7 separate regions of the Mus musculus genome follow, and regions 1, 2, 3, 5, 6 and 7 are each linked to region 4. The links are chromatin contacts, called in public ChIA-PET, Hi-C and promoter capture Hi-C maps. All regions are on one chromosome and are shown on one strand. The core of a region is the stretch at or near the end of the contact, and the rest is flanking DNA. Distances in the headings are between cores, read along the strand shown. Region 1 holds the start of Prrt4 (proline-rich transmembrane protein 4). Region 2 has its middle 42 kb from the start of 1700095J07Rik. Region 3 holds the start of 1700012C14Rik (RIKEN cDNA 1700012C14 gene). Region 4 holds the start of Ahcyl2 (S-adenosylhomocysteine hydrolase-like 2). Region 5 holds the start of Cep41 (centrosomal protein 41). Region 6 holds the start of Tmem209 (transmembrane protein 209). Region 7 holds the start of Klhdc10 (kelch domain containing 10).

Evidence for each region. Promoter capture Hi-C pulls out the DNA fragments that hold promoters and counts their contacts. A called contact is a pair of places that touch in the nucleus more often than the background predicts. ChIA-PET counts read pairs in DNA pulled down with a chosen protein or histone mark.
Region 1: a contact with region 4 is called in a Hi-C map of CD4 T cells, with 4 times the contacts expected there. The contact joins the promoter of Prrt4 here to the promoter of Ahcyl2 in region 4.
Region 2: a contact with region 4 is called in an RNA polymerase II ChIA-PET map of memory CD8 T cells, with 12 read pairs. The contact joins the enhancer-like site here to the promoter of Ahcyl2 in region 4. A contact is called at or near these places in 6 of 39 promoter capture datasets (the C10 cell line, cranial neural crest, embryonic stem cells and 3 more), 4 of 15 datasets of contacts at CTCF or cohesin (embryonic stem cells, large pre-B cells, pro-B cells and 1 more), 27 of 484 Hi-C or Micro-C datasets (the Ba/F3 cell line, the C2C12 cell line, CD4 T cells and 9 more), 18 of 115 datasets of contacts at active chromatin or transcription factors (astrocytes, bone marrow-derived macrophages, embryonic forebrain and 10 more) and 2 of 9 other capture datasets (embryonic stem cells and liver).
Region 3: a promoter capture Hi-C map of pre-B cells shows a contact between it and region 4, with 2.7 times the contacts expected there. The contact joins the promoter of 1700012C14Rik here to the promoter of Ahcyl2 in region 4. A contact is called at or near these places in 1 of 39 promoter capture datasets (pre-B cells) and 1 of 115 datasets of contacts at active chromatin or transcription factors (bone marrow-derived macrophages).
Region 5: a contact with region 4 is called in a promoter capture Hi-C map of pre-B cells, with 2.6 times the contacts expected there. The contact joins the promoter of Cep41 here to the promoter of Ahcyl2 in region 4. A contact is called at or near these places in 2 of 39 promoter capture datasets (liver and pre-B cells).
Region 6: a Hi-C map of CD8 T cells shows a contact between it and region 4, with 4 times the contacts expected there. The contact joins the promoter of Tmem209 here to the promoter of Ahcyl2 in region 4. A contact is called at or near these places in 1 of 39 promoter capture datasets (pre-B cells), 4 of 484 Hi-C or Micro-C datasets (CD4 T cells, CD8 T cells, embryonic stem cells and 1 more), 2 of 115 datasets of contacts at active chromatin or transcription factors (embryonic stem cells and pancreatic cancer cells) and 2 of 9 other capture datasets (liver and pancreatic islet).
Region 7: a Hi-C map of uterus shows a contact between it and region 4, with 5 times the contacts expected there. The contact joins the promoter of Klhdc10 here to the promoter of Ahcyl2 in region 4. A contact is called at or near these places in 2 of 39 promoter capture datasets (both in embryonic stem cells), 3 of 484 Hi-C or Micro-C datasets (CD4 T cells, muscle stem cells and uterus), 8 of 115 datasets of contacts at active chromatin or transcription factors (astrocytes, cardiomyocytes, embryonic basal ganglia and 5 more) and 1 of 9 other capture datasets (liver).

Annotation. Positions count from the first base shown.
Region 1 is chr6:29,177,141-29,181,471 of GRCm38.p6, forward strand. Prrt4 (proline-rich transmembrane protein 4) reads right to left here and starts at 2,444. Exons shown (of 5, transcript NM_001101443.1): 1 at 2,317-2,444; 2 at 1-691. The coding sequence starts at 628.
Region 2 is chr6:30,344,805-30,349,068 of GRCm38.p6, forward strand. No RefSeq gene overlaps it. Among named protein-coding and RNA genes, the nearest start is that of 1700095J07Rik, 42 kb to the left of the region's middle. Within about 2 kb of position 2,022, at least 68 of the 459 cell types and tissues checked have an H3K27ac peak or open chromatin away from gene starts, as enhancers often do. A contact at or near this core is called in the Ba/F3 cell line, the C2C12 cell line, CD8 T cells and 5 more, where this site is marked.
Region 3 is chr6:30,458,395-30,462,345 of GRCm38.p6, forward strand. It overlaps 1700012C14Rik (RIKEN cDNA 1700012C14 gene), which reads left to right and starts at 2,591. Exons shown (of 2, transcript NR_131049.1): 1 at 2,591-2,735.
Region 4 is chr6:29,766,292-29,770,022 of GRCm38.p6, forward strand. It overlaps Ahcyl2 (S-adenosylhomocysteine hydrolase-like 2), which reads left to right and starts at 2,152. Exons shown (of 17, transcript NM_001171000.2): 1 at 2,152-2,615. The coding sequence starts at 2,247.
Region 5 is chr6:30,690,878-30,695,179 of GRCm38.p6, forward strand. It overlaps Cep41 (centrosomal protein 41), which reads right to left and starts at 2,872. Exons shown (of 11, transcript NM_031998.3): 1 at 2,760-2,872. The coding sequence starts at 2,792.
Region 6 is chr6:30,507,502-30,511,673 of GRCm38.p6, forward strand. Tmem209 (transmembrane protein 209) reads right to left here and starts at 2,282. Exons shown (of 15, transcript NM_178625.4): 1 at 2,184-2,282; 2 at 1,165-1,301; 3 at 953-1,011. The coding sequence starts at 2,186. It also overlaps a transcript of Ssmem1 not described here.
Region 7 is chr6:30,399,316-30,403,217 of GRCm38.p6, forward strand. Klhdc10 (kelch domain containing 10) reads left to right here and starts at 2,540. Exons shown (of 10, transcript NM_029742.3): 1 at 2,540-2,835. The coding sequence starts at 2,679.

The sequences.
Region 1 (4,331 bases), core at 1,194-3,693, 590 kb before region 4:
TCTCTGCCAGGCTGGCCCGCAGGCTGGGCAGCAGAGGTAACGACCGATGACCAAGAGTGGGGGCTGCACCTGCTCTTAAAGCTACATCAAACTTCAGCTCAAGCTCACTCTGATGAGGCCTGGGAGCACTGGTTGGAGGTGCTGTCGCTGTCAGAGCAGTGGCCCAGGTCACGGTGCCCATCCTAGGTTGAGAGTGAGCAGTGGGCCGCTTGGTGGGCCCTGAGAGGCGGGATGTGGATTCGGGAGGCAGGGAGGAAGCCCAGGGTGTAAAGCTGCCTTCAGCAGAGCCCCACTCTGGGAGGTAGTTCCCAGGGGACCCCACCAGCAGTTCCCAAAGGGGATCAGTCCTCAGATCGCCTTCCTCCTCTTCCTCAGACTCCTGGCCTAGTCCAGGAGAGAGAGGATGGGTCTCGGTGACAGGATTTCCCCAGACAGCAGCAGGTCCCCGGAGATGGAATTTGAAGTTTAGCCCCAGGTTGAGAGAGAGCATAGAGGCCTCACTCTGAGGTGGTGGGGTCAGAGTAGTAAGAGGGGCACCTGGTACAGAGGAAGCAGGCTGTGGACCCACAGGTACGGCAAGCAGGACCCAGCAGAACAGCCCCAGCTCCAGGCAGCTGCGGCCTGCCATGGCCCCACCTGGCTCAGCAACGCGGGTGGGCAGGGAGCTCACTTCTTCAGCAGCTCAGGGGTCCTAGAGGGAGAAGTGCTGGGAGTCAAGGCCTCCACCCGCCTCTTCCCGGATCAGATGCCCCAGGCAATGGCTCTAATCACAGAGAAGCAGGTGCAGGAACACAGGCAACGTGTTCTGCCTAAAAGAGGCATGGCAACTCTTCTTGCCAGCCCCCTCTCCACTACCTGCAGGCTCCAGGGCAAATCTCTTCCCTGCACACACTACCGCCATGCACACCCAGCCTTCCCACAAGGGGGCCTGATGTCTGACCAGAAGTCTGACTACAAGCAGGAGCCTCATCCTGAGCCAGAACAGAGGGAATCAACTTAACCTCCCAGAGGCAGATTCCCTCCCTCCTCACCCACCCCTCTACCCAGCTTTCTCCATCCCCCACCCCCCATCTCTCAAATATCTACTGAGGCCCACTGTATATCAAGCATCGTCCCAGTAATACAGTGGTAAAGAATGCAGACCCTTCCGGTTCGCTCCTGATCCCCACCTCCAGACCCAGCAAGAAACCACTGGTGCACAAGGCCCTCAGAAAGGGCAGGTCACAAGCCTGAGTGATCTGACCTGCAAGGCCATACAGCCAGCGAAGCAGGGTCCCGGGCCTAGCAGAGGCTCTCCGGAGCCTTTCCCCTCTTTCTAGGGGTTTGGCCTGCAGCTACCCTCCCCATGACCTCAGGAGTTTTTGAGGGAGGGACCATTAACCCTTTCTGGCTCCGTAGGAAAGGAGGTCAGGCAGGCAAGCTCGGTAAGGGGCAGCAGCTGCAGAAAGGCTACCCCCCTCCCCAGAACACATCTGGTGGGGGAAGGGAGAATGAACCAGGGACACACGTGCACCCAGTACCCTTACATCACACACACACACACACACAGCCGCACCTAGCACCCGTGACACACTCACCCACGCACCCTTCACACACTCCTGCACATATACACACTCCACCCTGATGCGCCCCTTTCCCTCCTACGTAGGCTCGCTCTCTCTCTCTCTCTCTCTCTCTCTCTCTCTCTCTCTCTCTCTCTCTCTCTCTCTCTGCATATGCAGTCAGCAACACACACAATCCTAACACACTGTACATATACACCACACACCATCATTTCTATCAACCCCATCTCACGCCCCTTACACACCCACCCCTCGCAGGCACACAAGCACACGCGCGTGCGCACACCACACTCCCGCTTCCCCAGTCCAGACCGACGGACCTGCTTCTCTCGCTCGGGCGAGTCCCCGGGGCCAACCCCCGGGAGAAGGGGCACCCTGGCTCAGGGGGCCCCAGCAGGGCAAGGCTCGGCGAGTCTAGCCTGTTCTCCGTTGCGCCCAAAGCCGGGACTCGAGCTCAGAGTCCCCGGATTCCCTTTGGCTTGCCGGGCGATCGCAGCAGCTGCCGGTCTGTCCCCGGCTGGGTCTGCGACCCGCAGCGCTCTTAGCAGGCGGCGGGCGGCCGGGCTGCGCTCGCGATCCGCACTCCGCTCCCTCCCCGCGGCGCCGCCTCCTGGCTGTGAGCCCGGCTCCCCGGCCCAGCGCCCGCGCCCGGGCCCCGCAGCTGCCGGGCTTCTTGCAGCCCTCCCCGCTGCCTCCCGCGCCCTCCCTCCTCTCCCTCCTCCTAGCCCGCCCGCTGTTCGCGGTCCGCCCCTACCCGGGCCGGCAGGCGGGCGCGCACATCAGCGCGGAGCCACGGCCACCTCGCTGCTCCGGCCCCACGCGCACTCATTCACCCAGCGCTGCCAATCAGCTGCGGGAGAGTCGGTGCCTCGTTCTCAGCCTGGCGCTGGCAGCCACAGGCTCGGAGGACAGCCCAACGCACACACCCACAAGCACGCCATTCCCGAGAAACACCCTCAGGCGAGGGCACTGGGCGCGCGCGCGCACACACACACATTCACACGCACACAAGTACGTGCACACATGCAACAGTAGTCTGGCATAGGTTAGTATCCCAAGCAATCAAAATCCACTCCGTTGAACCCTGGATAAAGACTTACTGCTCTCCCTTACAACAATGGGAACAAATGTGTTCCCATTTTAGAGATAGATAAGTCCCCAGAACTTATCAAATTGCTTAAGATTGCTCAGTTTGGCGGAGACTTGAACTCAGTCTTTCTGCTTGCCTTCTTCACCACCTGGTGGTTTGCAAACATACAACCACCGAGGAAGGCCTCCTACGCTTCTTCGCAGGCCAACTGCCAAATGTCAATCCCCATTCATAGCGTCTCCTTTTGCTAAAATCTCTCCAAAATACTCAGCTTCAGAAATATCTGTGGGAGAGAATAGTGAGACAAGCTGGTGTGCGAGGTGGATCACAATTTGTCTCCAATAAGACGTGGTAGAAGAACATAGAAACAAAGAAAGAGCACCCAGCCAGCCTCATGGCACTGCTAGCTAAGAGTACTGAGCAGTCGCTAAGCCTGCTGCACTATCTAAAGGCTGTATTGTTGACTGACAGGATTAAGTGTGGCTTGTTGGAGGCTGAGGCAGGCGGATTTCTGAGTTCGAGGCCATCCTGGTCTACAAAGTGAGTTCCAGGACAGCCAGGGTTATACAGAGAAACCCTGTCTCGAAAAAAAAAAAAAAAAAAAAAAAAAAGTGTGGCTTGTTTGTTAGTCTGGAGTCTCTAAATCCCTTCATGTTTTCTTTCTTCCAAAACGGTGAATTTGATAGAAACGTGCGTGCGGGCGCACATGCGGGCGCTCGCGCGCGCGCGCGCACACACACACACACACACACACACGGAGGGAGGGAGAGAGGGAGGGAGGGAAATGTCTTTAATTCTGTCACTTGGCAGGCAGAGGCAGAAAGATTGAAAGTTTGAGATCAGTCACACTCACAAATTGATACTCTCTCAAACAAACAAACAACTCCAACCAACCAACCAGACAGACAGAAAGGCTGACAGACCAAACTGCAAAAGACTTGCCCATTTTGCTGGGTGTGAAGACAAAAACCCAGCATCACCCTTCAGGTGGTAAAGGCAAAAGGATCCAAGTTCAAGACTGCTGTTGTTGGCCATGGAGGGATTTTTGAGGCCAGCTCAGGCTACCTGATAACCAGCCTCAGTAGACAGGTAGACAAAAGTGAGCTAGTCCTGCCCCAGAAAGCAGAGACATAGCATAATATTTTGGTCAGGGGAAGAGCAGGCAATGTGTTGCAATTCAGAAAGGCATCTGAGACTCATTTTTGGATCACAGAACTCATGCCACCAATAGATTCAAGATCAAATTGGGTCTCCCACCAAGCTCTCAGAGTCCGACTGTGAATCTGGGATTTATCCTGAGTCTCCAAACAAAACACTGGGAAAGCCGTGCTCTAGGAGTCCCTAAAGGAAACCACTACTCTGCCCTTCTCCCCAGGCCACTGGGGGCTGCCTAGAGGCAGTGTGTTAGGATTCAGACTCTAATTTTTTTTCATATGTTTTATAAACGCTATCCCACCGGAGACATTTTCTTTGAATCTCCCTCGTAGAAAGCCTCATTTCTTGCTAATCATGTTCATTTAAAGACTTCTAAGTGGAAAGGCAGAAATAAACATATCCCAGCACATTAAAATTGCAATCTTCCATGACAAAGCAGGCTTATTCCCAAGAATGATATTTTTACAAAGATATTGAAAAGGGGAAGTCAGGACTCTCGGTTAAGATGGTGGCTGAATTCATAC
Region 2 (4,264 bases), core at 772-3,271, 580 kb after region 4:
CCTTCCTTCCTCCTTCCTTCAAATAAATGGAATCACAGTCATACACATTGACATTTGTGGGGCTACCTGTATTCACTCACACCTTTAATGCTAGCGCTCAGGAGGCAAAGGTAGGCAGACCTCTCTTAATTCCAGGCCAGCCAGGGTTAGTCAGAGTGAGACCCTGTCTCAGAAAAAAAAAAAAAAAATCATGTCTGGCTTCTTTTGATTGGCAGGTTTTCCTACCTAGTCTGCATCAGGCTCGAAATTTGTTTCATTTCTTTCATTAACACAGAATGGTCTCCAATTTACTGTATGGCAAGGATGATCTTAAACAGATCCTCCTTCCTCTACCTCCTGAATTCTGAGACTTGTAGAGGTGTCTCACCATGTTTGAGTGTTCCTAAGAGACAAGGTCTCACTCTGCAGTTCAGGCTAGCCTCGAACTCACAATCACCCTGCCTGGGTCTCCCAAGAACTAGGGATTCGATTCTTTTGGGTACATACTTGAAAACAGAATTTCTAGGTCATGTGCTTAAGTACCTTCTGTTTTAAATCACTTAGTTATCACATCAAACTTGATCAGATGAATAATATTAATCCTCATTTTATGGATGAGGTACGGAGAGTTTAGTCATTCACTGAAAGTCACAGAGTAACGAAGAGCAAAACCAGAATTGATGTCAGAGATGTTGATACCAGAGACCACTCTCTTTATTTTTTATTTTTTATTTTTTTTTTTAAGGAAGGCCTCCAACACACACCCAGTTGGGAGTGGCATTCCATTTTTTTTTCAATCTCTTTTTTTTTTCCATTTTTTATTAGGTATTTAGCTCATTTACATTTCCAATGCTATACCAAAAGTCCCCCATACCCACCCACCCCCACTCCCCTACCCACCCACTCCCCCTTTTTGGCCCTGGCGATCCCCTGTACTGGGGCATATAAAGTTTGTGTGTCCAATGGGCCTCTCTTTCCAGTGATGGCCGACTAGGCCATCTTTTGATACATATGCAGCTAGAGTCAAGAGCTCCGGGGTACTGGTTAGTTCATATTGTTGTTCCACCTATAGGGTTGCAGATCCCTTTAGCTCCTTGGGTACTTTCTCTAGCTCCTCCATTGGGAGCCCTGTGATCCATCCATTAGCTGACTGTGAGCATCCACTTCTGTGTTTGCTAGGCCCCGGCATAGTCTCACTCTCTTTATTTTTATTTATTTATTTTTTAAAGAAGATGTCTTGGCTGGCCCGATACTTACTATGTAGCTCAAGCTGGCCCTGAACTTATGACAATCCTCCTGACTCAGCCTTCTGAGCTGGGATCACAGACATAATGCCCAGCCCCAGAGTCCACATTTTTTTTTTTTTTTGACCATTGTCGTAGACTAGCATTGTCAGCTGACATGTGAGCAGAAAATAATTGTGCCTTCATCATTGAAAGGAAATCCTATAGATTTCAGAACTGTGAGCTGCTTTGAAGTTGGGAGTGGTGCTGAGTCCCGAAGGGATGGTCACCAATGAAATAGGGAGTGGGACACAAAGGGACGTTTAAAAGTCACTAGATCAGCTGGGTGTGGTGGCGCATGTCTTTAATCCCAGCACTTGGGAGGCAGAGGCAGGCAGATTTCTGAGTTCGAGGCCAGCCTGGTCTACAGAGTGAGTTCCAGAGTGAGTCTACAGAGAAACCCTGTCTCAAAAAAAAAAAAAAAAAAAAAGTCACTAGATCAAAGCTCTGCTGAGTGTGTTTGGGAAGATCAGCCATCTCCTAAAAGCTGTTAAAACAAAACAGACAATCCCAGTACTGGGGATGCTGAGGCAGGAGGATTGAGAGTTCCTGGCTAACCACACCAGGATCCAGTGAGATCCTGCTGAAAAAAAAAAAAAAAAAAAAAAAAAAGAAAGAAAAAGAAAAGAAAAGAAGGCTGGAGAGATGACTCAGTGGGTATATAAAAGTTATCGCTGAGGCTTCCAGTCTTTGTAACCATTGTAACTATGACAACCTAGACAGAAAATGGGATGTGGCTTCTGCTAAGTTTGAGGTGACAACAGGATGTCCAGGTGGAAACATCCAGGAATCTGTGAGAAAGGGTGGTGAGCCATACAAGCCTGGGCTAGAACATGTGAGAACACAAAGAACAGAGCTCGTGAGAGGGTGCCAAGGTTTTCACTGGGAAGCCTCGGTGTGTTCTAGTCCTGTCTGTCACAAGGTCCCGGGCCTGCAGCCAGCAAGAAAGCCACAGCTAATGCTACCATTCACGTGGAGGCCAAGCCCCTCCCTAGCCATAGTTGAGATCCCAAAAACATCGTCTGAGCTCTGTTTTAAAAGGACCAGGCTGCATATTTTTCATAACAAACATTTTATAAGATATGTTGGTATGAAAGCTTTGGGCCACAGGTAATAGTAGCAACAAAGACACATCTTAGGAAAAATTGATCCAGGTCATTGGATGCAGAATCAGGGAGGGGGCCCACGTGAGAAATGGGACACTCATGTAGACTCAAACTAATTTGCCACAAATTACTCATAATCACAAAAGGGCAGATAATAACAGGGAAAAGAGATTAGACATCTTAACCAAGAGAACAAAATCTATGTCTCCCATTTGAGTACTATCCAGTGTGGACCCTGCTTAGCTTCTAAGATCAGAGCAGAGTAGGTGTGATCAGGGCAAGATGGTGACAGAACAAAGACTGTCTCATTAAAAGATACTATGTGTCTCTGTGTGTGGAATCTCATGCAGGCTATGTTGTTACTTATTGAATATTTCAGTCAACAATGTAATCTAGCTGGGCATGGAGGTTCACACCTTCACGTGATCGCAGCAAGAGAAAGGCAGAGGCAGGCGGAACCACTGTAGGTGCCAGACCACACAGAGCTAGATAGCAAGATTCTGTCTCAAAAACAGAACAAAGAAAACCAAAAGGACCAATGAGCTGGCTCAGCCAGTAAAAGGTGCTTGCTGCCCTGCCTGATGGCCTGCTTTTAATTCCTGGAACTCACAAGCTACGAGAGGACTAACTCTTATAAATAATCCTCTGATCTTATACCTGCACACACACAAATAAATAATTTTTTTAATTGACTACAACATCAGTGGTGAGCCAGGATTACATACTTGTCTGTAATCTCAGCATTTGGGAAGTGAGGAGCAGCAGGAAGGAGGCTCAGGGTCAGCCTTTGTTACATGTTGACTTTGACTCCCTGACACCTTGTCTCAAAAAAACAACAAAAGTGCTTGTTTGTCCAGCAGTGATGACACACATGGATCTCTCGGAGTTCCAGGCCACCCTGGTCTATAGAGTGAGTCCCAGGACAGCCAGGGGTCACAGAGAAACCCTGTTGAAGGGCTAGAGAGATGGTTCAGATGTGAAAAACAGCTGCTGCCTTTCCAGAGAACCTGAATTCTGTTCCCAGCACCAGGCTGGGTGACTCACAACTTCCTGTAACTCTGGCTCCAGGGGATCCCATTCCTTCTTCAGGTCTCTTCAGGTACCTGAATACAGGTGAGCACAAATACACATGTATATATATATGTGTGTGTTTCTGTGTGTGTATGTATATGTATATGTATATGTATATATATATATATATGTGTGTGTGTGTGTGTGTGTGAAAACAAAATAAGAAAAAATATACTTAGGGTCTAATCACCAGGAAATACCATACATACATATCCAATCTGGGAACATGCTTTCAACTGGCGTTTATAAAAGGCCATATGAGAGATGGGACAATGGTTTAGTGCTAAGAGTTCTGGCAGCTCTTCTAGATGACCTAGAGTCAGTTCCCAGGACCCACGTGGCACAATCTGTAACTCTGGGATCCTAAGGTGCCAGGCACACATGTAGTCCACAGACACATGCAGACAAAACACCCATACATATACAAGTAAAAATAAAAAAATTGCTGGGCGTGGTGGTGTACGCCTTTAATTCCAGCACTCGGGAGGCAGAGACAGACGGATTTCTGAGTTCGAGGCCAGCCTGGTCTACAGAGTGAGTTTCAGGACAGCCAGGGCTATACAGAGAAACCCTGTCTCGGAAAAAACAAAAACAAAACTAAACAAAAATAAACTTTTATAAGATCACATGTCTAGAATAACAAGAAAAGTGAATGAGAAACAGGCTCAGGGGAGACTAAATAACTAGTTACAACTAAATGTGGCATGTCAACCTAGGCTTAACTAGTTACAACTAAATGTGGCATGTCAACCTGGACTAAACCCTGTGCCAGGGGAAATGCTTTGAAGGACACCATTGCTACTACTAACAGGATTAGGATATGGG
Region 3 (3,951 bases), core at 1,341-3,840, 690 kb after region 4:
GTCTCCGAGACCTCTGTGCGGCTTTAGTGGCCGTGGAGAGTGCTCAGATTGGTGCTAATGGTCCCAGTCATGGCTGCTCTCTAGAGCTGGGAGGTCTCAGATTAAGACAACCATTAGGTAACATTTTAATTAGAGATAAAAAGAATAGTGTCTAAAACAAACAAACAAACAAACAAACAAACAAACAAACAAACAAAGGCATCAGTGTCTAGACTACTTAGTCCAGTAGTGTTGAGACTGACGTGGAGGCTGGGGATATAGCTAGGTGGCAGCAAACCTGCCTAGCCTGTGACATTCGAGGGAGGCCTGGGCTGAACTGCTGGCATCTCCCTCTCCTTACAAAACAGAAACCAAACAACTTGTCTTTCTAGATAGTGTGAAAATAGCTTTTCTCACTAAGTCTGTAGTTGGAATGATTCAAAGGATACAACTGTGAAGTTCCCCACTCGTTCACACGCAGCCTGACTGGTATCTGGGAACCTTTAAGAGCCAGCTCTAGAGAGGAACAAATGAAGGGGGAGAAGGTTTGGGGAAAAAAGCAATCTGTTGTTCTAAGTGTCTTATTGTGTTGCGGGAAATGTGTTCCTTGCTATCTTGTCCCTTTATAACATCAAGCAAGAGTATTATTGTACCTCTTTTTCTTCTCCATAGTTGGGTGAAAAGAGGTGGGCGGGGGTGGACCTTATTCCCAGGAGACCCTGCAGATTAGCCATATTCTGATTCACCAAGGTTGGGACAGCCCAGCCTGACACACAGAAATGAGGTCTCTCGGCTCGGCTCAGGCAGCAGCCAGGCAGGCGGGAAGGGCCTGTCCAGTTTGGCTCCTCAGCCCAGCTCTAGGGTTGGTGAAGAGAGGACACAGACAGCGGCACACGCTGGCCACTTACTATTCTTGGCACTCAACACCAAGCCAGGATCCTCACAGCGGTTGCATCTGTGAAATACATCAAGTGTCAGTGTGTGTCACCTCAGAAGGGACGGGCAGATCAGTTCATCTTTTATGAACCATCTCACTAAAGCTACCAAGAGTCTGGGCCTCAGAAGGTTCTAAGACTGCAAGGCCCACTTTCTCTCCCTGCAGGGTAGCAGAGCCATATCTGCCACGTGCTGCAGTCAGGCGTCACTCTGTCCACTTTCTGCTTAGCTAATTTGTGCTGGAGCCGGCGTGGTGGTGCACCCTCGTTTTTTCATCCCAGCATTTCGGCGGAGGCAGGTGGACCTGTGAGTTTGAGGCTAGCCTGGTCTATATACACTGAGTTTCAGGCCAACCAGGGCTTCTTAAAACAAAATCAGAAACCAAACAAAAACATTGTGTTGGGATGCGGGAGGATAAGCCAAGGGCCACCAAAGTGTTCTTGCCAAGGGAGTTACCAGCTCTCCCAATGCCAGAGGAAGGGTCTCCTTGGTAAGAACTCTCACTGCACCGATAAAGGACCAGACCCTTCCCCAGGTGGGCGGGGCTCCGCGGAGCCGCAGTGCAGCACGATGAAGCCTGTGCCTGGGACGGGAAGCTGCTCTGGAAGCGAGCGCCAAGTCCCCCAGGTGCCACCGCCAGTCACTTGTCCCGGCAAAGCTCCCAGTGTCCACATAGATGCGGAGCCAGGTCAGGATTTTTCGAATGTAAAATGGCCTCGTGCTTCGCGGAGAAGCTGCCCAGGGTGGGTTCTCTGCCGCCCCCTGGCGAGCAGCGCTGGTCCTGGTCGTGGGCACCGCGACTAGCAGCGGCCGGTGCCCACGCTAACTGTGCATCTAGTGGGTACGCAACCGGCTGGGATGCCACCGGGGCACAACCTTGTATTCAGGCTGATAGCACCCGGAGGCAGGGCTTCTACCCAGCAAACCGGTTAGAGGAATCAGGTACTGAGAATAGAGTACTTTAGCTCAAGGCTCAGAGGAGCACAAAGAGCTAGAAAGCTTTTCAGGGACAGCACCCACCACCTCCTGGTGGCTTCTGGAAGGGGAGGAAGCCTACGAAAGAAACCAGAAAAACTGCAGGAGACTTGGAAAGTTAGGGCGAGGAGAGGCGGTGCTCAGAAGGCACTGATATATAATCGCGCTCCAAGGCAGTTAGTTGGGAAATTTTAAGTTCGAGGCTACGACAATGATCTTTTTGGTAAATAGGGTGAGGCCACTTTGGCCAGGGCACTCAAGAGTACATATACAGAGCAAGGCCTGGCCTTCAGCTCCCATCTCTTTATCCTGGGGTGGGGAGCCAACCTGAGCACAGCAGTCACCCTGGGGCAGCACCTCCAGAGGATGCACTGGAGGCCAAACTCTGGCCTTGAGGGAGACAGGTCCACTTGGAATTAGGACGGGGTACCACGGGTGTAGGACCTTCTCCACTAAAGCTTCGCAGGATGAGGATCCTCCCTCCCTCCCTGCCTTCCACAGCCCAGTGTGGCAAGAGGGGCCTAGGGCTGCGGGGGAGAGAACCACTCCAAACCGGAATGATCTGGTTTAAGGCAAGCTGATTCTCCCTCCGCTCTCCCCCGCCCTCCCTTCTCCTCCTGCGACAGGCTGCTTTTTGTCGCAGTCCCCTGACCAAGGTAAACAGGAGGGAGGAAAGAAAGCTCTGTTTCCATGGCAACCTAGAGGGCGGTCGATTTGGCTCTCTCGGAAGTGCTTGTATGAAGGGGAAAAGAGGCCTCACTGGAAAAGCAACAGGGAGGAAAGATCCTAGCCGCGTTCCTGATGGGGGTTATTCTGGAAGGTGATGTGGGCCTGGAGTAGGAGAGGTGAGGGGCCTGGCACCCTCAAGTGAGGTGGCAGATGGAGCCCGGGACCTGGATACTCCAGGGGCTGGATTCACACCAGAAATGCCACCATCAACCTGGGAAGTATCAAACAGGTGCCAGAGCTCTCCGGGCACATGCTTAAACCCTCACGCCTTGCTAGCCCAGTCCAGAAAAGCTTCCATGGCCGCTCGCTCTGCTAAGCCACGGGGATAAGCCCGGCTCAGTCACCAGGATGAGACTCAGGGCCAAAGACAGGTTCTGTCTGAAAGACTCCCCACCCAGTTCTTGGAGAGTGAGCTAAGAGAGCGCTCCTCCCCTGAGAGTAAGGCTCCAGCATCCTTTCTCCTCCAGACTGGCCCAGCTCCTGTGTGGCACCATGAGAAGAACAGAGTAACCCCAGCATGGGTTGATGGGTGTGGGTCACCATCTCCTGAAGGAGGAGGACTGTCCTGTCACTCTTCAGAGGTCAGCTGAAGTCCTCACTAACCAGATAATTACCACACACTGAGACTTTTCTGAGGAGCACCCTGAGAGGGCCAGTAGCCTCTCAGGGTTCCTATCAGCGTCCTCATAAACTCCTTCTGTCCCGGCTTGGGGAAGATAAGGCAGCTTGCCTTGTCTTTAGCTATCATCTGAATAGCCCGGCCAGGAGAAAAAAGACAGAAGCTATGGGTTGGTCTTCTTCTGACCCCAGGGACGCAGCAGTAGAGACAGGGACTATGTGGAATCTGTATGAGGTATCTTGGTTTCCTCAGGCCACACGGTGACTCCTGGCAGTGAGGCTTCCAAGATTTGGAAATCCCAGCTCCGGAGCCTTTCCCTGGAGCCAGTGGAAGCACCTGATCTGTCGGGGGGGGGGGGGCTGGGGGGGGGGGAGATACCTTTCAGACCAGAACAAGGCAACAGATGGACGCGTTTTCCTTGTAAGATGCCCAGAAAGGCCACATCTCAGCTCTTTCCATGGCGTGGGGATTCCAAAGCTACCTGACCTTGGTGTCTTGCCACGATGCTCCCTTTAGTCCAGCCATGGTGCCGCTCCTTGGATGATGAAGTGTGTTGTTGGGGGCCTTGGCACCAGTGGCTCGCTCTTCCTCCTGCGTTTCTGTGGGTCTGTCCTCCATCTCCGGTTCTCTATTCAAATATCATCTCAGTGAGGAAGAGTCAAAGCTAGGGTCCCACTAGGAAGACTCCAAGGCCTTTGCCCTGACCCTTCTAC
Region 4 (3,731 bases), core at 902-3,401:
AGATTTATTTATTATTATATGTAAGTACACTGTAGCTGTCTTCAGACACTCCAGAAGAGGGCGCCAGATCTTGTTACGGATGGTTATGAGCCACCTTGTGGTTGCTGGGATTTGAACTCTGGACCTTCGGAAGAGCAGTCGGGTGCTCTTACCCACTGAGCCATCTCACCAGCCCCCGTTTGTCTCTGTCTTATTCTTGCTTAGAAAAAAGTAGCTTTTCCAATGACAAGCTGGCCGGTAGTCCAAGGGAGCTGTTAGGGCTGCAGTCACTTTTTGAACAGCCACAAACCATAATCCTCTTTGCCTCAGTTTCTTTAGGAATAAAAAAGCCTACCTCATAATATGCTAAAAGTCAACCACATCTTAGTGCCCTTTTCCCCCTTTAGGTAATATTCACATAAAAATTTAAAGAATGTGCAACTAAAATAATTTTTAAGCTTATGCATATGTGTGTGTCTGTAGGACAAGAGGGTGTCACACCCCCTGGAGCTGGAGTTGCAGGTGGTTGTGAGTTGCCCAATGTAGTTGTTGGGAACAAATTACAGCAAGGGCTCATAAATTTTGAGCCAACTCTCAAATCCCTAGAAAGTATGGTGTTGTCTCCTACTTTTTAGTCTAACTTCCTTCCTCCCTCTTTCTGTAATGTATATGTGTGCTCTAACTGCTTGTACATCTGCAGGTCAGAAGAGGGCATCAGATCACCACTATAGTTGGTTGTGAGCCACCATGTGGTTGCTGGGACTTGAACTCCAGACCTCTGGAAGAGCAGCAGATGCTCTTAACTGATAAGCCATCTTGATGTTGTTATATGCCCCTTCCCCTTCCCCGCCAGGGTATCTCTGTGTAGTCCTGGCTGTCCTGGAAATTGCTCTGTAGACCAGGCTGCCTGCCTCTGCCTCCCAAGTGCTGGGATTAAAGGCTTATGCCACCACCGCCTGGCTTTTAGTCTGATTTTTAAAATTATAAGCATTTATTTCCTTTTATCATTAAAAGACTATTGGAGAACTCTTCTTAAAAGAAAAAAAATTCTATCATCAGTAGAACATTACTTTCAGGTAAGTTTCTTCTTTTTGTGACAGGCTTTGGCTAAGCAGTCAAAGCTAACCTCAACACATTTCTGATTCTCAGGTCTCTGTCTCCTGAGTGTTGGGCTTACCACTATGACCAAATGGTACGCAATTTTATTTTATTTTTGTTATTAAAAATAAAACTGGCAGCTGGTGATCTGGTCAAAAGTTAATTGAATTTGTTGCTCATTTAGAGGGCCCAGGGTAGATTCCCAGTTCTTTTCTGGTCCTTTAATTACATGTGTGCGGTAGAATTAACTTTTTTTTTTTTTTTTTTAAAGACAGGGCCTTGCTTCATAGCTCAGCTGGCCTCGAACTATTATCACTGGTGACGCATACACTTCAGATGTTCAAATTATTACTGCGTACTCCACCATACCCTGACGAGATTTCTTTCTTTGGGGATTTGATTTTAGTTACTTAATTCAAGAGTACGCCAGAAAGCATGACAGCAGGAAATGGCTTATTTCTTTTCTTCTAGAAACCAACCCACTGAAGAAAGGCTCGGAACGGAATGGAGAAACCCCATGCCTTCTAGCCTGGAGCCGGAATTCATCTCACCTGACCTGCCGCTTTTCCTTTAAAGGCCGCCCACGTGATAGCACACATGCGCACACTCCGGAGGAAATTCACGCCGTCAGGGGAGCGAGTCATTCTTGCCCCCCACTTTCCCTGGGGTTTCTGGCATTCCTTTCCGGAAACCACAACCCCTCTGGAGACATTCTCCTCATCTATTCCGTCGCGTCATCCGTTTTTATACTTTTCTGTTAGTCGCTGTCCTGGGAGTTCCCTCTCCATCAAAAACTACTTTCCGGAGGAGGGACGAAAGGACTACAACTCCCAGGGGACTCTGCGGCCTATCCCCCACCCACCCCCCCGCGAGGCGAGCGCAGTGCAAGTTGGTTGCTGAGGTCCCACGGTCTTCTAGTCGCGTGCAACCCGGAGCAAGCGCACTACAGGTTCTGTGGCGCCTCGCGCGTGAGTCAGACAGGGGTGGGGCGAGGCTCGAGAGGCCGGGCTGGCGGCGAGCGAGCGGGCGGGCGGAGGAAGGGGGTGGGAGCGGAGGCGATGGAGGGGAGGAGTGGGGGTATGGGGGAGGGAAGGGGAAGGGAGGCGGGAGGCGGGGCCGAGTGGGAGCTGGTGCGAGAGTCAGAGTCGGCGGTTGCAGTGGAGGCGGTGATGTCGGTGCAGGTTGTGTCAGCAGCGGCAGCCGCCAAGGTGCCTGAGGTGGAGCTGAAGGATCTGAGCCCCTCCGAGGCGGAGCCCCAGTTGGGACTGAGCGCGGCGGCCGTGGGCGCCATGGTACCCCCAGCGGGTGGCGGGGACCCAGAGGCTCCAGCTCCGGCTCCCGCGGCGGAGCGGCCCCCGGCCCCCGGCCCGGGCTCGGGGCCCACCGCGGCTCTGAGCCCTGCGGCCGGGAAGGTCCCTCAAGCGTCCGCCATGAAGCGGAGCGACCCTCATCACCAGCACCAGCGGCATCGCGACGGCGGCGAGGCCTTGGTCAGCCCCGACGGCACGGTCACCGAGGCGCCGCGCACGGTCAAGAAGGTACTGGGGTCGGGCTGCCTCGCTTCTCGGAGAGGCGGGGAGGGCGGGCACGGGAGTGGCGGCCCTTCAGGGCACGGCGGCACCCGGTTCCACACCCTCTAGATCGTGGAGCCGAGAGTCTTCTCCCACCCTTGAACCCGCTCTTAGAGCGGCCGCCACCCGGTGCTCCGCTGCGAAGCGAAGCCTCTAGGTACCACGGGCGTACTTTACTAATAACATGGAGGTAGCGCCCTTCACTACTACTTGAACGAGGCAGGGGGAGGAGAAGCACCTACTACTACACCCGGCGCCTCCAGCACACTCCCGCGTGTAATTTTCCGGACTGTTCGGTGGCATAGAAAAACCTTCCCTCCAGCGATAAGGATAGCAAGATCTTTTTCCTTGGAGAACGAGGAAGCTGTAGTTAGCTCTCTCTCATGAGAGCTCGGGAAACCCTCTGAGTTGCCTGGCTTCTGTACAGATGATGACTTTCTGCCTTTCTGTGGCCAACAGCTCTCCACAGGGTAGTACTGATCTGTGCCCTTCCTTTCTAGCCATTGCAATTCTCTTGTACTGCGATTGTAGACCGGTAATGGAAAGATGCTTCATTCACCCTGAAGAGGGCTGGTCTCTAGGATTACCAGATTGTACCTGAAGAGAATGCTTATTTTATTCATATCTTTATCGTGAGCAGAAAGTGTTAGGAAGAAATGCTTGCTACTTTGAGGAAAGTAATCGTTTGGGGCTGTCGGCTTCCTTCATAAATAGAAACGTGTAATGATGGTACCCCCGAATTATTTATATATTGGCTATACCCTTTACCCACTCCCCTCGTTTTTTCTCCCATTTATTGATGTCAGCACAAGAGGTAAAAGACAAGATCTGTGGATCATCTAAAAAAAAATGTGGCTTTCATTTCTTGGGAACAGTATGAACACAATGATTTACGTTTTTTCCCATTATAATGGGTGCATTTTGTTCCGTCAGAACAACAGTAAAAAAAGATATGAAGTGTACATTGGGTTTACTATGTAGAGTTTAGGTGAACCTTGGCTCCAGCAAAACATTTTGTTGTAATTACCTCATGACTTAGGGCAGTTAACTTTTTCATTTGGTAGTGCTAAATGATGTCAGAGG
Region 5 (4,302 bases), core at 1,622-4,121, 930 kb after region 4:
CAAATACCCATATATGTGGATCCTGCACATATACCCACACACATAAAACTCACACACATATACATACATACACTTACACAAATACCTATATACATGGATTCTGCACATGTACCCTCACACATATATACATATACTCACACACACATATAGGCTCTCTCTCTCTCACACACACACAAACACAGCAGAAACTACAATCAATACAAGAATTAGAAAATACAGTGTGTGCTCCCTCCTTCTCTCCCTCCCTGTTTTTCAAGGCAGGGCCTTGGCTGTCCTGGAACTCACTCTAGATCAGGCTGCGATAAAAGGTGTAAGCCACCATCACCCAACATAAACTTAAATTTCTTAAAGCAGAAAGACAAAAATAGGAGATAGAAGTGGAAAAAAATCAGAACCAGTTTATATGGGTATAATATCAAAATGCTGAACCCGAGAAAGAGGGTGGAGGAAATGAAGTCAACTGTAAAATAACTCAAGAAAAAATTTACAGACTAGAAAGATATAAGGTTCTGGTGTTTATCAAAGTGAATGAGAACAGGCCATAACAAGGAATCCTTTGTGAAATGTTCTAACACAGGGAACAAAATGAAGCTTCCTGAAAGGAACAACAAGTCACAAAGCAACAGGATGGCTTTGGATTTTTCTACAGACACACTGGCTGCTGGGTCACAGCACAATGTTTTCAAGATGTTGTTTTCCAACCATGAAATCTATCTTCAGCCACACACTCAGGGGAAAAAAAAGAAGAATAAGAATGTAGAATGGAGACAGTTTTAGATAGGATATTTTGGGTACAAAAACACATATGCATTCTTTCTCAAGAATTCCTGGAAGTGGCCCTCCACTCAAAGAAGGCAGTAAAGACAGCAAGTGTTTACATCCTTCCTCTTCTGACGGACTCTTTGTCCTATATTTCCGGCTTCCTTCAGGAGAGCCCATGAATGGTCCCAGCTGGGGATGGAAGTCATCTGCCTTGATGCCCTCTCTCAAGGGCGATCATGCTTGATGGTGGGTTTTACACCTAATAGTTCTCTTTCATTCTGCCCCGACTTCCTAGCATCAGTTCAGACATATGGCAACATAACCACCTCATCAATGTCTCCGCTCCTCGACACAGCCTGTCCAACTCCATCCACCACAGTGTGGCTATGATGGTGCCTAAAATGCAAGTCTGAGCACATGACTAAAACTCCTTAGAAGCTTCTTGCGTGCTGACCAGTAGGCAGGATAATGGTATTCCCAATCTTGAACTACCCAGCCCACCCCATCACAGGCATCTAATATTGATATTATTTTAGTTGACAAAACATAATTTATTTCTAGGAAAAAAAGGTTGACATGCACACACTGTGCAATTATTAAGTTAGTAAATATCGTCATTACCTCCCTTGTTGTGAGGAGAGGTTTGGAATGTTCTCTTGGCTAATCTGAGATGTACATTAAATTTATATTTTAGTCACCCTGCTGTGTCATCTCCTGTGCCATCTCAAAAGTTTAGTTCTCCTAACAAACTTTCTACCCTGCGACCAGCATCTCTTTGTCCCAGACGCTATATCCCTAACTTCTGGTGACCATTATTCTAATTTCTACTTCACTGAGTTGGACTTTAGACTCCAAATGTAAGTGACACTGTGTAATATTTACACATCACTATCAAGGTTTAGTAGTGGCGGCACATGCCTTTAAATTCCAGTATCTATGAGGCAGAGGCAGGTGGATCTCTTTAAGTTTGAGGCCAGCCTAGTCCACATAGTGAGTTCCAGGACAGCTGGAGCTACATAGTGAGACTGTCTCAGAGACAACCAACCAACCAAACAACAACAACAAAAAACAACCAAACAAACAAAAAACCCCACCAAAATAACAGACATTACTATCATGGCACTCCAATACACATGCCACAGTTTCCGACACCAGGCATTCAACAAGAAATCCAAGACCTACAACTGGTGTTTGCTATGAAGGTGCAGAAGGCCCCTCTCAAATTGCCTTTTGTTCTGTAGACTCCTACTGGGACTTGGTCGGAGTTGAAGCTCTCCTTGGCTTTACACAGGCTGTTCTAGCAAGCTCTTCACCTGACTCACGAGTGGCCTTGATGGGTTGGGGCCTTTTCAGCTCAAGAACGCCCCTCCTTCTCTCAGCTTGAGTGCTGTCTTTCCTCCTCCATCTCTCTCCCGAAGCTCACCAATTTCCATCACTAGACTGAACTCTACTGTAGAGACTCTGTCGTTCTCTTTGTAGGTCTGGTTACTTGTTTGGTAAGGGTCAAATAACACTGGGTGACATTAAACTGCTACAAATGCACAAGGGCACTGAGGGTAAAGGAGAACAAAGGGCCCTATTTTGCTCCCTTTGCAAGGGCGGCTTGGCCTGGGGTACCCCAACTCAGAAGTGATGGGCCCCTTCACCTCCTTCCATGTTTTGGGGGTCTTTGATTTTTACTTTGTTTGCAGGTGTCACTCCTAGACTGTAAACTCTTTGAGGGCAGGGGCTGTGTCTTTATGTACTTGGCTCCTCCAAGCCTCGAACGTCGGTGTCCGGTGGGTCTTTGTGGGGCGAGCACGCCCGGCACCGGCGGGTGCCACTGACGTGGAGCCTCGGCCTGCCCCGCCCCAGGCCCTGCGCTCGGCCCCCTCCTCACGCTGGCCACTTCCCGCCTTCCGGGCGGCGGAAGTGGCCGGCTGTTCGTCCCTGCCCACGTGGCGCCTTTTCCGGTGCGCCCGCCCCCTCCGGCTCTCGGGTCCGGACCTGGCCCTCACCTCAGGATTCCCAATGTGCCTCCGGGCAGACATATTTGCTCCAACCGACCACGCTCGGGGTTCTAGCCTCACGTCTGGCTACTAATCTAGCTTCCTACCCCCCTCCAGCCCCCACTCAGCCGCCTCCCTGTAACCTCTCTTCCGATTGGCTCGGCTGCCCAGGCCAGCCAATAGAAGCTCCGTTTACTGCTTCGGCCCGGGCGGGGAGAGCAAAAAAAGCTGCTCAATGGTTGCCAAGGGCAACGCGGGACGCCCGCTAGCGCAGCTTGGATCCTGGCGCCCAGCTCCTGCCTGAGCGCGGGAAGGAAGGGGGAGGGGCTCCGGCGCCTGCGCAGACCTGAGAAGGGGGGGGGGGGGAGGGTCTGGCCTCAGGCTGGAGAGAGAACACAAATTCACCACAGGTCCCCCCAACCCTTTGTAAAGTCTTTCTAACCAAACATCGGGGCTACTTCTTCCACGGCAAAGGACATGATTTGGGCCAGGGATGTTCAACTGGAACGAGAGTGCATAGTTTATTATGTTCAGGTCTTAAGTTATTATGCAAATTATGCAAAATATCATAAGTAAACACAGTAATTATTGTTGCTCTAAAAGCTTTTAGTCTAGCGAAAGAACAGCAACCTTAATTGCAAAGAGCACACACCGTTCAGTGGTTCATCATTCATTTAACAAGTATTTAATAAGCACCTTATGAAGAAAGCGGCAGTATGTTTTGTGGAGGATGGGAAAGATGACTAAAATCCGATCCCGTTGTCATGGAAACCATTGTAACTCCTGCCACCAACCACCACCTGTTCTCATTCCAGATCTGAAAATTAAGTCCTAGCACCTTTACAAAACAATTACCCACACAGTTTGACTTGGCTCCTAAATGTCCCACCAAATCCATCAAAATTACTATTTCATTTTACAGGGAAGAAACAGCACAGTAACCCTTTGTCCTGTGCTCTAAGTCGTTTTTTTTTCCAGGAATAGAGAAAGGTTCCATTGGTTTGTTCATACTGGCTAGCTCTGTGTTAATAACAACATCCATGTGAACTATGGCAGGGTCTACGCAGATGACCTAGTCAACAACGTGGTCTCTCATACCCTGTCGTGCCTCATAGCAACTTCAGGAACCTGCTCTTAGGGCCGTATCTTGGATCAAGTCATTCAGACTGGACCTCCAGGATCTTGGACTATTGTCCTAACTGCCCCTTGTACTGTGTTTAGTGTTTAATACCTACCAAGGTTTATCTTAAATCCCTTTACCATGTCTAGTCTTTAACCCTTCTAAAATTCCCACTCATCATTCTATTAGAATGAAGGATTGGGGGCTGCAAAGGTTAGAAGGGAGTAGATAGGGTGTATTTATCACATCTTTGCATAGCGAACCCCTGTGCAGCTTGGAGTTGGAGTAACTCTAGCTTTAATTTTTTTTTCAAATCCTATTATTAACGATGGTTCTTAAATGCTTTAACCTTCCTTGTAGCCCACCACCCCACCAGAGGTAGTAGAAAAGAAAGGATATGTGGGAAATGGACCTGTTTAGAAAGGTTCTTTG
Region 6 (4,172 bases), core at 1,032-3,531, 740 kb after region 4:
TTCTTACTTTCATTTTAGTCACCAAGTGAGTGTTAGAGAGCCCCTAGCTTACTAGCGAGCCATGATTCTTACACCTAAAGATCCCAACTCCCTTCCTTTTCCATCTGCCACACCCACTCTAATAAGACTAGAAACAAACTCAAAGTTATTTTTATGTGTATGAGTGTTTTGATGACATGTATTGGACCTCCTAGAACTGGAGTTGATTGAGTCACCTTGGGGGTACCAGGAACCAAACCTGGTACTGTGCAAAAGTCATAGTGCTCTTAACCTCTGAGTCATCTCTCTATTCCTGGATGATAGAAACCCCTTCACCCCAAGACAGGCTTTCTCTGTATAGACCAGGCTGACTTTAAACTCAGAGATCTATCTGCCTCTGCCTCCTGAACGCTGTGATTAAAGGTGTGTGCTACCACTTCCAGGCTCTCCAGGGCTCTTTATATCCCAAGGATGACTCTGATGTAATCCTGAAGCAGAGGGTTTTCAGGTGTGGCAAAGGTGAACCTTACCCCCCTCCCATGCTTTATTTTTCGTGGTAGGACTCCTAACTTCCCAACTCGGTATTGTTTATAGCTTTGACCTTAGAGAGGTGGTCTCAGGTGCCAGGCTGGCCTCCATGTCTGATTCCTTCTCCCTCCCAAGTACCGGGACTAGATATTCTGCCATACCTGGCTTCTATTTTGGTGTGTTTTTGTTGTTGTTTGTTTTTGAGACAGGGTTCTGCAATTTATCCCAGGCTGGCCTCAGACTTGAAGTAATCCTTCTGACTCAGCCTCCTACTAGAATGTTCTTTCCATAAAAGGGGTTACCTCGTTCCTTCACTAGACTCATGACTTTGGGAAACTGAGTAAGAACTCATTTGTCTGAATAAAAGAATGAATACTAAGCTGAATTAAATTTACAAGCAAGTTTTCATATGTAGTAAATCTAAATTATAGTGGAAATTACTTACCGATATACCAGAGGGGCCAGTATGTCACATTATAATATGTACTGATTAACTTTCCAGTCCTGAAAAGATTAGAAAGGCTTTCCAGTTATTTAAATAAATAAATAACACGCCCACCACAAACCAACCAAACACTTAAAACCAAAACAAATATAAAAAGCCACAGTGCCAGCCAACAATAGTTAAAATTTTCACTTATGGGCTGATTAACTTACATTTCAGTATATATCATTCCAGCCATGGATACATTTAGGAGTCCCCAAGCTAAAACCACTTTCCTAGTTTCTGTTTCTTTTCTCATCTTGATGGTTCTGTCAATAAGGGAAGGATTGGGGCTTACGTCTCCTTGCATCTATTCAAAGGCAAAACAAAAAACAAAAAAACAAAACAGCCTGAAATGAAAAGAAACTACTCTTAAGAAATCAAAAATGTCTGTTGTAAAGTAACTGCTCCCCCCCCCAACTTTTCTCTTCTTTAAAATTTCTCCCCAACTTTCCCCTTTAATATTAGTATATGAAACTTTAATATTAGTATACACAACCCTGAAATATCTTCTTAGGTACCACAGAAAAATCAGCAGGGAACTTGCTGGTTATTTCAGAGAAGCTAATGGTTCCAATAAATTAAAATGTTTTGCTACATAATGTAATGGTTTGTTATTAAGTTCGCAAAGAGTTCTTTTGTCTCTGCTTCGAGTTACTACATCTAGATGAAGAGACACCAGATATCAACTTTTGTCATTACTGTGTCAGACCCTAACCTTGACCATGGAGTGATACAGGCTTAGCATCTCCTTTTGGTGATGAAATTGTAAAGCTTTTCTCACGGGGTGGACGGGTACTATTCACGTGAAGAGTCAAGAGAGAGACGGGAACGGGAACACGTGCGTTCAGTTTGGGTTACTAAAACTGTCATCTCCTTTGTCTCGCTAGGCTCAGCTCTGCAATCACTGAGAGGGCAGCTCCCGGGAGTCATATTCTAGAGCACATTAGCATCCTTCCCGCCTTCCTGCCCCGCGCCAAAACTCTCCTCGGAGAGCTTCCCTCCCTGGCTACCTCAGTACGAGCTTTATAATTATCCTTCATGTGTCTTTCTTCCCTTGCACTACAAGTGGCAAGATTCCTAGCTACATCATCCCCTGGCTGAACCTCAGGCACAACTTTAGGTTTGGAACTCTGAGGGAACAGCACGGACTCCATGTCCAGGAAGCACAAGACAACCCCCCCAAACGCACCATGTTCTTCAGCAGGAAGCCGTGGACTCGCGCCACTCCCTACTGCACATGCGCAGAGGCAAGACTAAGGCGGCGGCGGCGGGCAAGCCGGGCTACAGTTACCGGAAGAACCGGGCCCTCTCTTCTCGCGAGAGGGAGAGGGGTGGGGCAGAAGGACCCGAGCCGCGATCGTTGCCAGGGGAACGCCCTCGGATTTGTGCCTCCTACTTAGCTGCAGGAAAAGGCTGAGCTGCAAAATTCAGACCAGATTCTGAACACTTAGTAAAAAGTAATGATTGTAGCAAGCTGAAGTTTGGATATTACTAATTGTAGCTTTATCTAGGGCCCCCTACGGCTAATTGGTAGGATACAAGCATGCCTGATGTGTTAGACACACTCAGCAATGACAAAGCATTTTTCCTCTTTTGAAGTGTTTTCTCCCTCAATTGGTTTGACCCAATGTAAATTCTCAAATATCCACCTTATGAGGATGCAGCATTAGGAAGAAAAACTGGAACGTTCTATTGAAGTTAGTGGTGGTTTTGGGGTTAAAAACAAACAAACAAACAAAACCCCACCTTTGCCCTGAATGTTCTTTGAAAGAACTGAGAAAAGAGTCACCAGGGAGGTGAGTGGTTTTCCTTAGTAGCTAGTGCAAGTTCTGACAATACGCCATGTGTGGAGTACGAGGCAGGGATGGGGGCTTGGCTTCCTGGCTATTGTTCTAAAGAGCTTTGCCTGTGTCCTGCAGGTGAGGACAGGGAAGCAAGTCCAACTCTGGAAGAGCTTTCTTGGGAGTGGCAGCACTGGCCCAACTAGTGGCCAGCGTAGCCAGTGCCTGGAGAAGTGTGCCAGCCAGGCCTTGGTACATACATGCCTTTAATCCCAGCAATCGAGAGGCGGGGGCAAGTGCCTCTGGAGTTCCAAAGCTAGCCATAATGACATTGTCTCAAGATAGTAACTAAATATCAAGATTAAACAGAAGAAAATGAAGTTTCATTGTGGTAGTGCATAGTGTATGCTCTTAAAGAGCTAATAGGTTTTTAGGTTTTTTTTAAAATCATGTTTATATTGTCTTAGTACAATGTTTGGATCTGGACATAGATTTGGAGATGAACTAACTTGACAATTGTTCCAAGAGAACAGGTTCAATTCTGTCAGTATACAGTCAAATCCAAAATGACAGCTCATTTCTCCACATGTAAGTCTATCTAAAAAGGCCCAAAGATTTATTTATTATTGTACATAAGTACAATGTAGCTGTCTTCTGACACACCAGGAGAGGACGTCGGATCTCAGTATAGGTGGTTGTGAGCCACCATGCAGTTGCTGGGATTTGAACTTAGGACCCTCAGAAGAGTAGTCAGTGCTCCTACTTGCTGAGCCATCTCACCAGCCCTTGGTGTGGTTTCTCTCTGTCTCTCTGTCTCTCTGTCTTTCTGTCTCTCCCTCCCTCTCCCTCTCCCTCTCTCTCCCGCTCCCTCCCTCTCTATCTCTTGCTCTTTTTTTGTTTTTTTTCGAGGCAGAGTTTCTCTGTATAGCCCAGGCTGTCCTGGAACTCACTTTTAGACCAGGTTGGCCTCGAACACAGAAATCCTCCTGCCTCTGCCTCCCGAGTGCTGGGATCAAAGGCGTGCGCTACCACGCCCGGCTCTATCTCTTTCTCTTAATGTAACCCATAAACTAATGTGTATTTCTTCCGGGGCTTAAAAAACACTTGCCACACTGAAGTTGATAGTTACCATTATGTATTATTAGAGTTATCATAACCAAATATCCCAGAACACCAGTGCCTCCTTCAAAAGAAAAAGTTAGGCAGTACTTTAAAAAAAACCCCAAAACACCAGACTTTGTTCCCACACAGGGTTTGGGAAGATGGAATCTAAGACCAGAATGTGAGGAGGGCTGGTTTCTTCTGAGACAGGTGGTGTTGGCTTGTCTATGTGGCTTCATCTTATTCTCTCTGGTGGCCTTTCCCCTGGGTTGGTGAATTCTTGGTGTCCTTTCATC
Region 7 (3,902 bases), core at 1,290-3,789, 630 kb after region 4:
ATGCTAGTGATTGCAGACATTCAACGGGAAGTTCTCTTAATTCATTAGGGGTGGCAAAATGGTGGTATCCTACCATTCCTTGTTTATACAGAATTCTCCTAGAAAGACAACATTTCTTGGCTCTGGAGAGATGGCTTAGTGATTAAAGAGCACTGACTGCTCTTCCAGAGGTCCTGAGTTCAATTTCCAGAAATCACATGGTGGCTCATAATCTAATGGGATCCAGTGTCCTCTTCTGGTGTGTCTGGAGACAGCTACAGTGTACTTGTATGCTTAAATTAAATGAATAAACCTTTAAAAAGGATATTTCCTTATATTAGAATCAGGTTGTTCAGTTGGTACAATTCATTTTTAAAAAAATGTATATATGAGTGTTTTGTTTGCATGTATGTCTGTGTACCTTATGTGTGCCTGGTACCATTGACACCAGAAGAGGGAATTCGACTCTTTGGGACTGGAGTTACAGGTGGTTGTAAGTTACCATGTGGGTACTGGGAATCAAATCCAGGTCTTCTCGAAGAGTGGCCAGTGCTTTTAGCTGCTGGGTCATCCCTCCAGCTGGGGGAGTACAATTCTTTAGAAAAATTAACTCATTAGGGGTTTTTTTTTTCTCCTGTTTTAGGATCACAGACTTTGGTTTTGGGGAGCGGCTGGGGACAGTCTCATAAATCACAGAGTGGCTCTAAACTCATTATATAGCCAAGGCACTTGAATTTATGGGCCTCCTACTTCTGCCAGTGAGGTGTTGGGCTGGGGAGACAGGCAAGCACCATCACGCTAGGCTTCTGTTTGGTCCAGCCTTTTTTCTTAAATTTAATTTAATTTAATATATCTGGGTGTTTTGCCTGCCCTTATGTCTGTCTGTACATCACTTGCATGCCCAGCACCCAGAGGAGGTCATAACAGAGCGTCTGATCCTGAATTTGGACTTACAGATGGTTGAGAGCTGCTCTGTAAGTCCTAGGAATCGAACCAAGGTCCTCTGGACGACCAGCCAGTGCTCTGCATACATCCTTCTAGCTCTTGGTGGTCCTGGGTTTGTTTGTTTGTTTGTTTGTTTTTGTTGTTGTTGAGTCTGGATTTTATGCCGCTAAGGTTGGCCTTGAACTTGTAATGTATCTATCTGAGTGGGGCTGGATTTGAATGCCTGATCTTTCTGCCACCATCCTCGGTTGGGGATTACAAGAGTGTGTCACCATGCTGAGTTTTATACTGTGGCAGGAGACTGTACCTTTGGTGCTAGACAAGTATTTTAAGCAACTGAGCTACCTTCATCCCCAGCTCCATGGGTTTTCTTTTTATCAGATGTCAAACATTTCAATAAACTGTATCATAATGCATAATGGATAAAAATACTTCTTTTCCTACAGAAACTGGGTGTGGAGACAAAAAACCAAAATTTCATGACGACATGAAATTTGCTCACTGAGATCAAAGGAGACTTCTGGTCTCAGCACTTTCTCCTTCTCCACCCCACTCCTTAAAAAAAAAAAAAATCCAACATGTGAGGTTCTCATGTGTGAAACATCAAGGGGGTCAGCAGTCCATCAGATTAGATCTTGAAAGGTTTTGTTTCCCTTGAGAAATTTATGTTTTTTTTCCTTATTTGGAAACAGCAATGTGTATCTGCATTTTCCCACTGTGCACTGCGCCTCCCCAACTTCAAAGCCAAATTTTCGGTTTAATTTTGAAACGATGGGAATTTCTGATATTTACATTTTAAAATCACATCGTCCGTTCCATTTTCTATCGTTAACTGTGTATATTGTAAGACAATTGAGGTGGATTGTTTGTGTGTGTGTGTGTGAGTAAAACATTTACTTGATCGTGTGTCATCTAAGAGAGTATCTTTTTCTATTGTTTTTTTCTTGGCAGGCATACACAAGCCGCGTGTTTAAATAAAGATCTTCACTGATGCCTGAAAGATTTTCTTATTGAAATTTTCACTTGTGTTTCTATGATTACTCTAATATCGAACAGTTTTCGGTATTTGCTAATCGGGTTTAAAGCTGTTTGCTCTTGACGTGGCTTTTGCAGGGGAAGGGTCCCGGCAGTGCCACCGTGAGACAAAACAAATGATGAAAGCCAGGAGTTTTTTAGATTTCATCTGACTCCTCCCCCTGCCCCCACCTCCCGTGAGCCCTTTGTGTGTGGCAACAGTCCGCAGACCGGGGCTCAGTTTGCAGAACTGCAGACAGATGTACCAACACCAAGTACATGCATTGTGTACCTATGATGTTTCTAAATGCAGTGCTTATGGGACAGAATTCCGGAGTATCGACCATGCTGAGGCAGCGACCCTGCTTGGGAGTCTCCTCTGGCGTAGCCTCCCCGCTCGGTCTTCGACTATCTGGTCTGAGCCCCCAGCATCCCGGAGAAGCGGGCGAGCTCCGGGAATCGATGCGCTCTCTGAGCGTCTGCTTACGCCTTTTCTCCCCCCATCTCTTTTAGCTATAGCTATGGTTACCACGTCTCTCCCCGCCTCCCTCCACCTGCCAAGAAAGAGACTGCCCATTGGTCCACTGTCACCAAGGCGGCCAGCCATTGGTTGCTGGAGAGCCCGGCGCTACCCCGGCCCCCGTCTCCCGGGTCTCTTGAGGAGCCCGGGAAGGAGGCTCGGCTCGCGCTGCCGGGGCAGGGGCTTGCCGGGACCGGGCTGCGGCAATCGTTAGCGGGCCATGTCGGCTGCCCAGGGCTGGGACCGGAACCGCCGGCGGGGAGGAGGCGCGGCCGGCGGGGCCAGCGGGGTTAGCGGGGCCGGCGCGGCCGGCGGGGGTCGGGGCACCGGACAGCTCAACCGATTCGTGCAGCTCTCGGGACGGCCGCACCTGCCAGGTGAGTGGTGGGGCCGCTGCCGGCGAGAAGGTGGCGGTCGCCGGGCTCTGCTGCCCCTCGGACACACAGCCGAGGGAGGACAGGGAAGCAGAGCAGCAGGAAGGTGGCGTTGAGGTCAGGAGGGGAACCGGAGCACGCCGAAGAGAAGTCTCGCTGTGTCGACAGCTCGGGGAGGAGAGTTGTATTTTCCTCCCGACCGAGAGGCCGCTGTCTCTTTGACATTCCCAAATGTTTCGCTTGCCCGGTTCTTAATCTTTTCCTCTTCCGCGGATGGATGTTGTGAAAGAAAGACATTGGTGTTTAACTGTGGAAAATTATTTCAAAAGGAGTGCCAAATTAAGGAGAGGAGAGCAATATAGAAGTGATTTTGTTTGAAAGGAAAAAAAAAAAGCCAACCAACTGTGTCAGAGTTGGATATTTTGAAATGGAATGAGCATGTGAAAGTGTGTGTGTGTATGTATGTATGTGTGTGTGTGTTGGCTAGGGAGTATATGGGAAAGAAAATAAAAAAGATTAAGGGAAATGGTTGAATCAGTAATATTTGGGGATGTACAGAGACAGAATGGGTAATGGTGACTAGATTTTAAAAGGGGGAAATGAAGATCATGAATATAAAGAAACGAAAGGATGTGATCCCGGTATCAAAACTGAAAATTGGAAAAATATACCTACTGCTAAAAATTTCATGGTCTTTGAGTTCACATGTTTTAAAAAAAACAAAACAAAGTCATGTAGGTATGTGTGTAAACAGTTGTAAAAAGCGTACGTTTACAAATTTTCAGTCTGTTAAAAGGTAGAGAATTAAATCATGCACAGAATGCTAAATCATTTTATTGGGCAGTCGTGTTTTTTTTTTTTTTTCACCGTGAAGAGAATTGTCAGGAATGATGTACTAGACCTTCGCCATGTTTTTTTGTGTATGTGTGACTAGTGTTAAGTTGATTGTATCAGTGGTATATTTGTTTAGATGTTTTGAGAACCTGATTGTTTCTGAATTGTGTTTACTATTGTGACTTGTTCTTCTAGGTGGTAAAAAAAATCAGTTGATTAATTTAAAGATAACAAAG